Linked DNA regions of Zea mays: region 2 is linked to region 1. The links are chromatin contacts, called in public Hi-C maps. All regions are on one chromosome and are shown on one strand. The core of a region is the stretch at or near the end of the contact, and the rest is flanking DNA. Distances in the headings are between cores, read along the strand shown. Region 1 holds the start of LOC100274767. Region 2 holds the start of LOC100276374 (COMPASS-like H3K4 histone methylase component WDR5A).

Region 1 (3,246 bases), core at 369-2,868:
AGAACCAACGTGATCATCAACTTCAATGCTACCAGAGACTTGAGTGGTTGTGTTAACATTAGGGCCACCTAGTCGTCGTGGGTCCATGGCCGTAAGAAGCGCCATCATGCCACCATTAGGGCATGACGATGACAGTTCCTCCATGAATGTAGGGCCGACGACACGTAGGTGAGGGTGGTGTTTGTGATGAGGTCGATGTTGGTAGGAGACGGCGGCGACAGTAGGTTACGACGGTGGTAGGTGATGATGACGTTCGAGCGCAGTGCCGACAGTTCAGTGGTGGCGATTTCGTACACTTGTATACTCGTATGTACGTGAGAAGAGCTCAAGCGCCCATGTGCATCGTGGGGAAGAAAATGATGGGGAGACTGGAGAGGGTTTTCAAAAAGTGGGAGGAACTATTAGGCCCGGGCAAAAAGAATCGGAACCGAGGAACCGAACCGAAATAACGGAGAACTGAAACCGAACTAACCGAACCAAAGGAACCGTTATGAAATTCGGTTCTGGTTTTTTGAGAACCGAAATAAATAAGTTATTTTCGGTTATGCACTCCAAAGAACCGAAAAAACAGAAAGAACCGAAAGAACCGAAAGTACCAGATTCAATTTGTTACATGTGTTTGTAACTTCGGATGTTGTTTTATCGACTTATGTTGAACCTCTAATCATCCATGTATTATCTATGAAATTCTGGGCATTGTGCACTTGTGGTTGTTTGTGAGGAGATGTTGAAATTTCTCATAAAAGTTGTCGTTATTTAGAATTTTAGAGTGGCTGTTACAGTTCGGTTAAAACCGGAGAACCGAATCGAAGAACCGAGAACCGAACTAGTCGATTCTAGTTTTTTTTCTTACTATTTCGGTTCTAGTTTTTGAAGAACCGAATTTCTACCAGAATCGAGGAACCGAACCGAAGAACCGAATTTCTACCAGAATCGAGGAACCGAACCGAAGAACCGAACGCCCAGTCCTAGGAACTATTATGAGTACTGGACGACTATTTTGCAAACTGTATATGAACCGTTGGATACCAGATTGATGACCAGTATTTCGTTTGTGCATTTGTGCACCTGTACAGACTTATGCTCCAAACTAAAATATATATAACATATTTGAGCGGATGTGACGATTACAAATGTACAAAAATCTAAAGCAAAAGGATGGATTTTGATACACGGAGGAAGATATACAGGACGGCTGTTTAGAGGAGAGGTCGCTTCGATTCAGCGGCACGCTCGCGTCTCTCCGTTCCCCATGATGGATGGATGCTCATGAAGACCAGCAGCTGAGGCGCAGCGCCTCCTCGAACTTGCTTTCCAGCTCCTTATCAGCGTCGGCCGGCGCCGATGACTTGATCTCCTCGCCGGCGTCGCGCTCGTGCAGTGTCGCCTCCCCCTCCGGCCGCCACTGCAACAAAGCGGGTGAGAGCACGCTGCTCACGCTCATCCTCCTCCAGAAGCCACCGGGGGCAGCCGCCTCCCTGCGCGGCGGCGGCGGCGGCGTCCCCACCTCCGTCGGCCTGTGGAGCTGGTGGTAGCTCAGGAACAGCATCGACGCGCTCGGGGCCATCGCCACTCTGATGAATCTCTGGTTCGCTGGTGTGCTCGCTATAAACGAATTGCCGGTTCCGGGCTCGCGTGTGCCAGGAAATTTATAGACGCGGGTTGGATTGGAAGGTGATCCGGTTGCCAAAACGAGGGATGGATGACGACCGGTTACGGTGGGTGGTGTACCGGTGTGCCGAGGTTTTGGGGGGGAAACCAGTGGGCTGTCTTGATTACTCTTGGGGACGCTTTTGGAAATGGGAGCCTGAGCTCGTGTCCGGTGCGTGCCAACCCGTGGGAGGAGACCGGGTGCGCAGGCGCCAGTTTTGCTGTTGTCACCGAGGATATATCGCTGAAAAATGGAAACGTATTGGACCATGTCCATGTGATGTGGGAGTCTAAGCTTAGTAGGACTGTAGGAGTAGGATTATATATATATAATTGAGTAAGCAGGCAACAGGGCGAACAGTTTGTTACTAGCAATCACGCTGTCATTTCTCTGGAAAAAAATTGCTTTGCCGCGTGAGGCCATGAATCCCGTGCCGGCACACGCTGCCTTGGTACGGGCACCTATTTTTGGGGTGATCCTCGCGGTCCCCCCGCCGTGGGCTAGCTTCAACCACGCGGCGGGCCTAGGCAGGCACGTTGCCCACACGGACACAGGCCACTTGAACACACGACGATGAATACGAATGGGTTGGAAGCCATCAAGGAAAAGGAAACGACAGACGCGCCGGATCACTCGCCAAATCGCGGTGGGTGGAGCGGGGTGAACAGAGGTGCTCCGCCCCATGTTAGATCAGCGCCCGCCCGCCGCCCGGACTGCGAATACGTACGTACGAACACCTGGACCAGCGGACTGTGGCTATGTTATGCCGATTGCCAAAGCTTCTGTTGGGATGTTTACCTGGTGTGCACATTTCTGGGTGTCGGGAACAGGCTGACTCGCCACGTATCATCACAACTCGTGGGCGTGCGGGTAACTTCTCAAACAGGAGTACAGGACAGATACGCAAGTAATCTGAAATGCTAAATTTCAATAAATTTAGATAATGCCATTCAAAACTCTATGGTTAGCAAAATTCTACACGAACCAGTTACATACACCGCAAACCTACAACAAGCAAACAATCATGTTATTTCTACCTAACACTCTCTACAGGTACATATATATGTATTGCTCGACCCAAAAAGTGCACCGTGGAGCTCTACACACTAGTCTTAGACACCTTACTCCGGTAGATCATGCACGACATTTATACGTTTATCAGAATGTACATGACTAACATAGTATTAAGCATACAAATTTGTGATTATGTCAGTTCTGAAATCTCTAGCCCCTGGTTTCTATCACCTATTGGTGGTTCCTAAAACAGCATCATCATCACGTGCCAAACATTCAACCATCACATCTTGCAAGTATCTCCCACCAACACAAGATTGTTACAAGACCCGGTGCTTCAGGCCACCAGAACTTCAAACAAAAGAACCTTGCAGCAGGGGCACTCCAGCTTCATCAAAATGTAGTTCATGCCGAACCCAGATATTCAACTGGGAAACTCCGAGGCCACTGCTTCCCATAACAGCCTCGGAACTTACCCGGAGTACAGTGGCTCCTGTGCCACATTGAGGTCACCAGAATCATAGTGGGAAAATGGATGGGGTTTTAGTACAGTATCCAGTTCCCAGCCACACAAAAAAAAA
Region 2 (3,145 bases), core at 137-2,636, 150 kb before region 1:
GGAGGTGGTTGGGGGTATTTTCTAGCCCTCAACCACTTCCTAGCCGTTGGCTGACTTTGCTGGCGATGGGCACACCGGACAATCACTGTTCACCGTTAGGTGCGCGCCACGTCAGCGTGCCCGTTGGAGTTTGGAGCTGTTGACCGTTGGAACCCTTTGTCCTTTTGCTGCACCGAACAGTTCGATCCCACACCGGACATGTCCGGTGACCTCTGACTTCTGCGCGACACTGTTCATTACTGTTCCCTTTTGCAGTCGACTGTTGGCGCGCAGTGACCGTTGCTTTGCTGGCTCACCGGATAGTCCGGTGAATTATAGCGGAGCGTGCCCAGCGAATTCCCGAGAGTGGCCTGTTCGTTTGGTCGAGGGCCTGGTGCACCGGACAGTGTACGGTGCGCCACATGTCAGCACACTCTCATGTCTTGCTCCAAATTTTGATTGTGTCCCCAACTGAATTTCTTTCTTGTTTATGTTGAACCTTATGCACTTGAGATAATTAACATCTAGACAAACTAGTTAGTCCACATGGTCAGTGTTGGTCGTCAACCACCAAAATTAATTATAGGAAATTATTAGGTCCATTTCTCTTTCATTTATAATTAAAAAAATCAAAGGACACGAAGCTAATGGATGGTTGACACCTCATCTCCATGATTAAGCATGCGACTAACTAAAATGGAGTGGATGATTTCATGACTATAAGCGGATGACTAAATAAACATGAGCTTTTTTCGTGCCTATAAATGAGCTATTTCGTGTCTTCGTAAACGGGTTGTGCTTGTGCCCGCCTGTGGGCTACGATCTTGGCCCAAAATATGGTCCGATACATAATTTTCGAGCCGGTCTGGTCTAAATTTATTTTGGACTGTGTCGTGTTTTTTTGTGCTCCAAATTAGCTCACGAGACCCGACCCAAATGTACATTCTTGGTATCTACCAAGAGGATGTAAGACAATATACTACAATTACCTGAACATCTGCAAAAATCCGTGTGATAATACTCTGATAGAACGACTTCGTATGTATACTTTACGGTGCCAGGACTTATATCCCGCTTCACTTGCCATCTCTTCTCTGGTGTCAATCTTACGAAAGCGAGTTTATGAGGGTATTTTGTTTTATTTTATGACTGTGTTTATTTTTAAATCAAGCAAGTGCTTTTTTCAAACGTCTTGTATCTTTTTCTTTGAATCTCAAACCTTTTGTAACAGATCACTTCAACTCTATATACCAGGTTTGAAAAATCAACAAAATATTATTATAAAAAAGCTTGGATCCAATTCATTTTGTAAGCCCAAACTCTATCGTGTGACCTCAGATCTAATGGGCCAAATAAACTGAAAAGCCCATTCCTCAACTAAAACTCCGAAAGCAGAAATCATTCACGCATCGGTCCACCGAGCCACACCACACCACCGTCTCGCGGAGAAACTCCTCCAAAACCCCCAAACCCTTTCAATCGGCGGCAATGGCGGCGCCGGTGGCCGACGATGCCTCGGCATCCCCAGGCTACGTCCTCCGCTCCACACTTGAGGGGCACCGCCGCGCCGTATCAACAGTTAAGTTCTCCCCGGATGGCCGCCTTCTCGCCTCCGCCTCCGCCGACAAGCTTCTTCGCGTGTGGTCTTCCTCCGATCTCACCCCCGTTGCGGAGCTCGAGGGCCATGGAGAGGGTGTCTCAGACCTCTCTTTCTCCCCCGACGGCCGCCTCCTTGCCTCCGCCTCCGATGATCGCACCGTCCGCATCTGGGACCTCGCCGTCGGCGGAGGGGCCCGCCTCGTCAAGACGCTCACGGGCCACACCAACTACGCCTTCTGCGTCTCCTTCAGCCCCCATGGCAACGTCCTCGCCTCCGGGTCCTTTGACGAGACGGTGCGCGTGTGGGAGGTCAGGTCCGGTAAGTGCCTCCGCGTGCTGCCGGCCCATTCTGAACCCGTCACCGCCGTGGACTTCGATCGCGAGGGCGACATGATTGTGTCAGGGAGCTACGACGGGCTCTGCCGCGTCTGGGACTCGGCCACCGGTCACTGCGTCAAAACCCTCATCGACGACGAGAGCCCACCAGTGTCCTTTGCCAAGTTCTCCCCCAATGGCAAGTTTATCCTCGCGGCAACGCTTGACAGCACCTTGGTGAGTTGTGCAAAGTCGATTGCTCTTAATTTTTTTCTTCATTTTAGTGTTGCCATATTGTTCCGGGTTGCTGCATATGTGAAAAACTAGTTGCAATTTTGTTATTATGGGATATGGTCGTTCAACCGTGTAGTGTGGTTGTGGAACTTCAGCATTAGTGGTTGTTGTCATAGACTGGGGTACCCAATATTTGTACACCCTAAGTGTCAAGAGAATATTTGTAGATCTGAAGTGGCAGGAGGGACGGAGTACCTTGAGGAGAAGGGGAAGTATAAGCCTGGATGTTTGGAGCAAGCAGGATAATCTACTGTGGCATGTTCTAAAGGGATTCTTAGTATCCAGTTTTAAATTGTCAGTGCTGACTTGCCTTTGGTCATGGTTATATGATCATAAGCTTTCCGTTTGCAATGTTTTCAAGTCGTCTAGTCAAACCTAGTCGTACAGGTACTGACCAGTCGATTAGTCGCGATTAGTCGTCGACCAGGTCGACTAATCGACCCTAGTCGAGTTGAACGTCCATATGTTTCTGGACACACGCACGCACGCACACACACACGCACACATCAAGATGACAAGATGGTGAATTACTTTTGTGTTTGTTGCTGTCCATAACTTGCCTGGACGGCTGTTTAGTCTCAAGTCTCAACCCTAGAAAGCCCACAAAGCAATGACCCAGTTACAACCCAATTGCAAAAGCCCATCAACAAAGACAGGTCTAAATTAGTCGTCCTATACTAAATTGGACGACTAGTCGACGACTAGTCGGACGACCAGCATTCTAGTCGGTACCAGTCCACCGATTATTCTGACTAATCGCGATTAATCGGACGACTTGAAAACATCGCGTTTGCTGCCATAAGCCTTACACCCTAGACAATTTTTACCATAGCTAGCAACCTGAGGTTAAAGTTCTGTTATGTTAGTGTTACATCTGGCCCAGGGGTGCGATATTTGGGGAACCTCCTTTTTGGTGGTTCTGAGGTAGCCTGACCTTAATTAGGTGTTATGGGAGTGT

What was found. A called contact is a pair of places that touch in the nucleus more often than the background predicts.
Region 2: a Hi-C map of ear shows a contact between it and region 1, with 2.6 times the contacts expected there. The contact joins the promoter of LOC100276374 here to the promoter of LOC100274767 in region 1. A contact is called at or near these places in 3 of 25 Hi-C or Micro-C datasets (ear, leaf and tassel).

The regions. Positions count from the first base shown.
Region 1 is chr1:277,374,823-277,378,068 of Zm-B73-REFERENCE-NAM-5.0, reverse strand. LOC100274767 reads right to left here and starts at 1,618. Exons shown (of 1, transcript NM_001149055.1): 1 at 1,082-1,618. The coding sequence starts at 1,567. The coding sequence ends at 1,268. LOC103645590 (FIP1[V]-like protein) reads right to left here. Exons shown (of 9, transcript XM_020546910.3): 9 at 2,560-3,246.
Region 2 is chr1:277,520,749-277,523,893 of Zm-B73-REFERENCE-NAM-5.0, reverse strand. It overlaps LOC100276374 (COMPASS-like H3K4 histone methylase component WDR5A), which reads left to right and starts at 1,386. Exons shown (of 2, transcript NM_001150180.1): 1 at 1,386-2,130. The coding sequence starts at 1,468.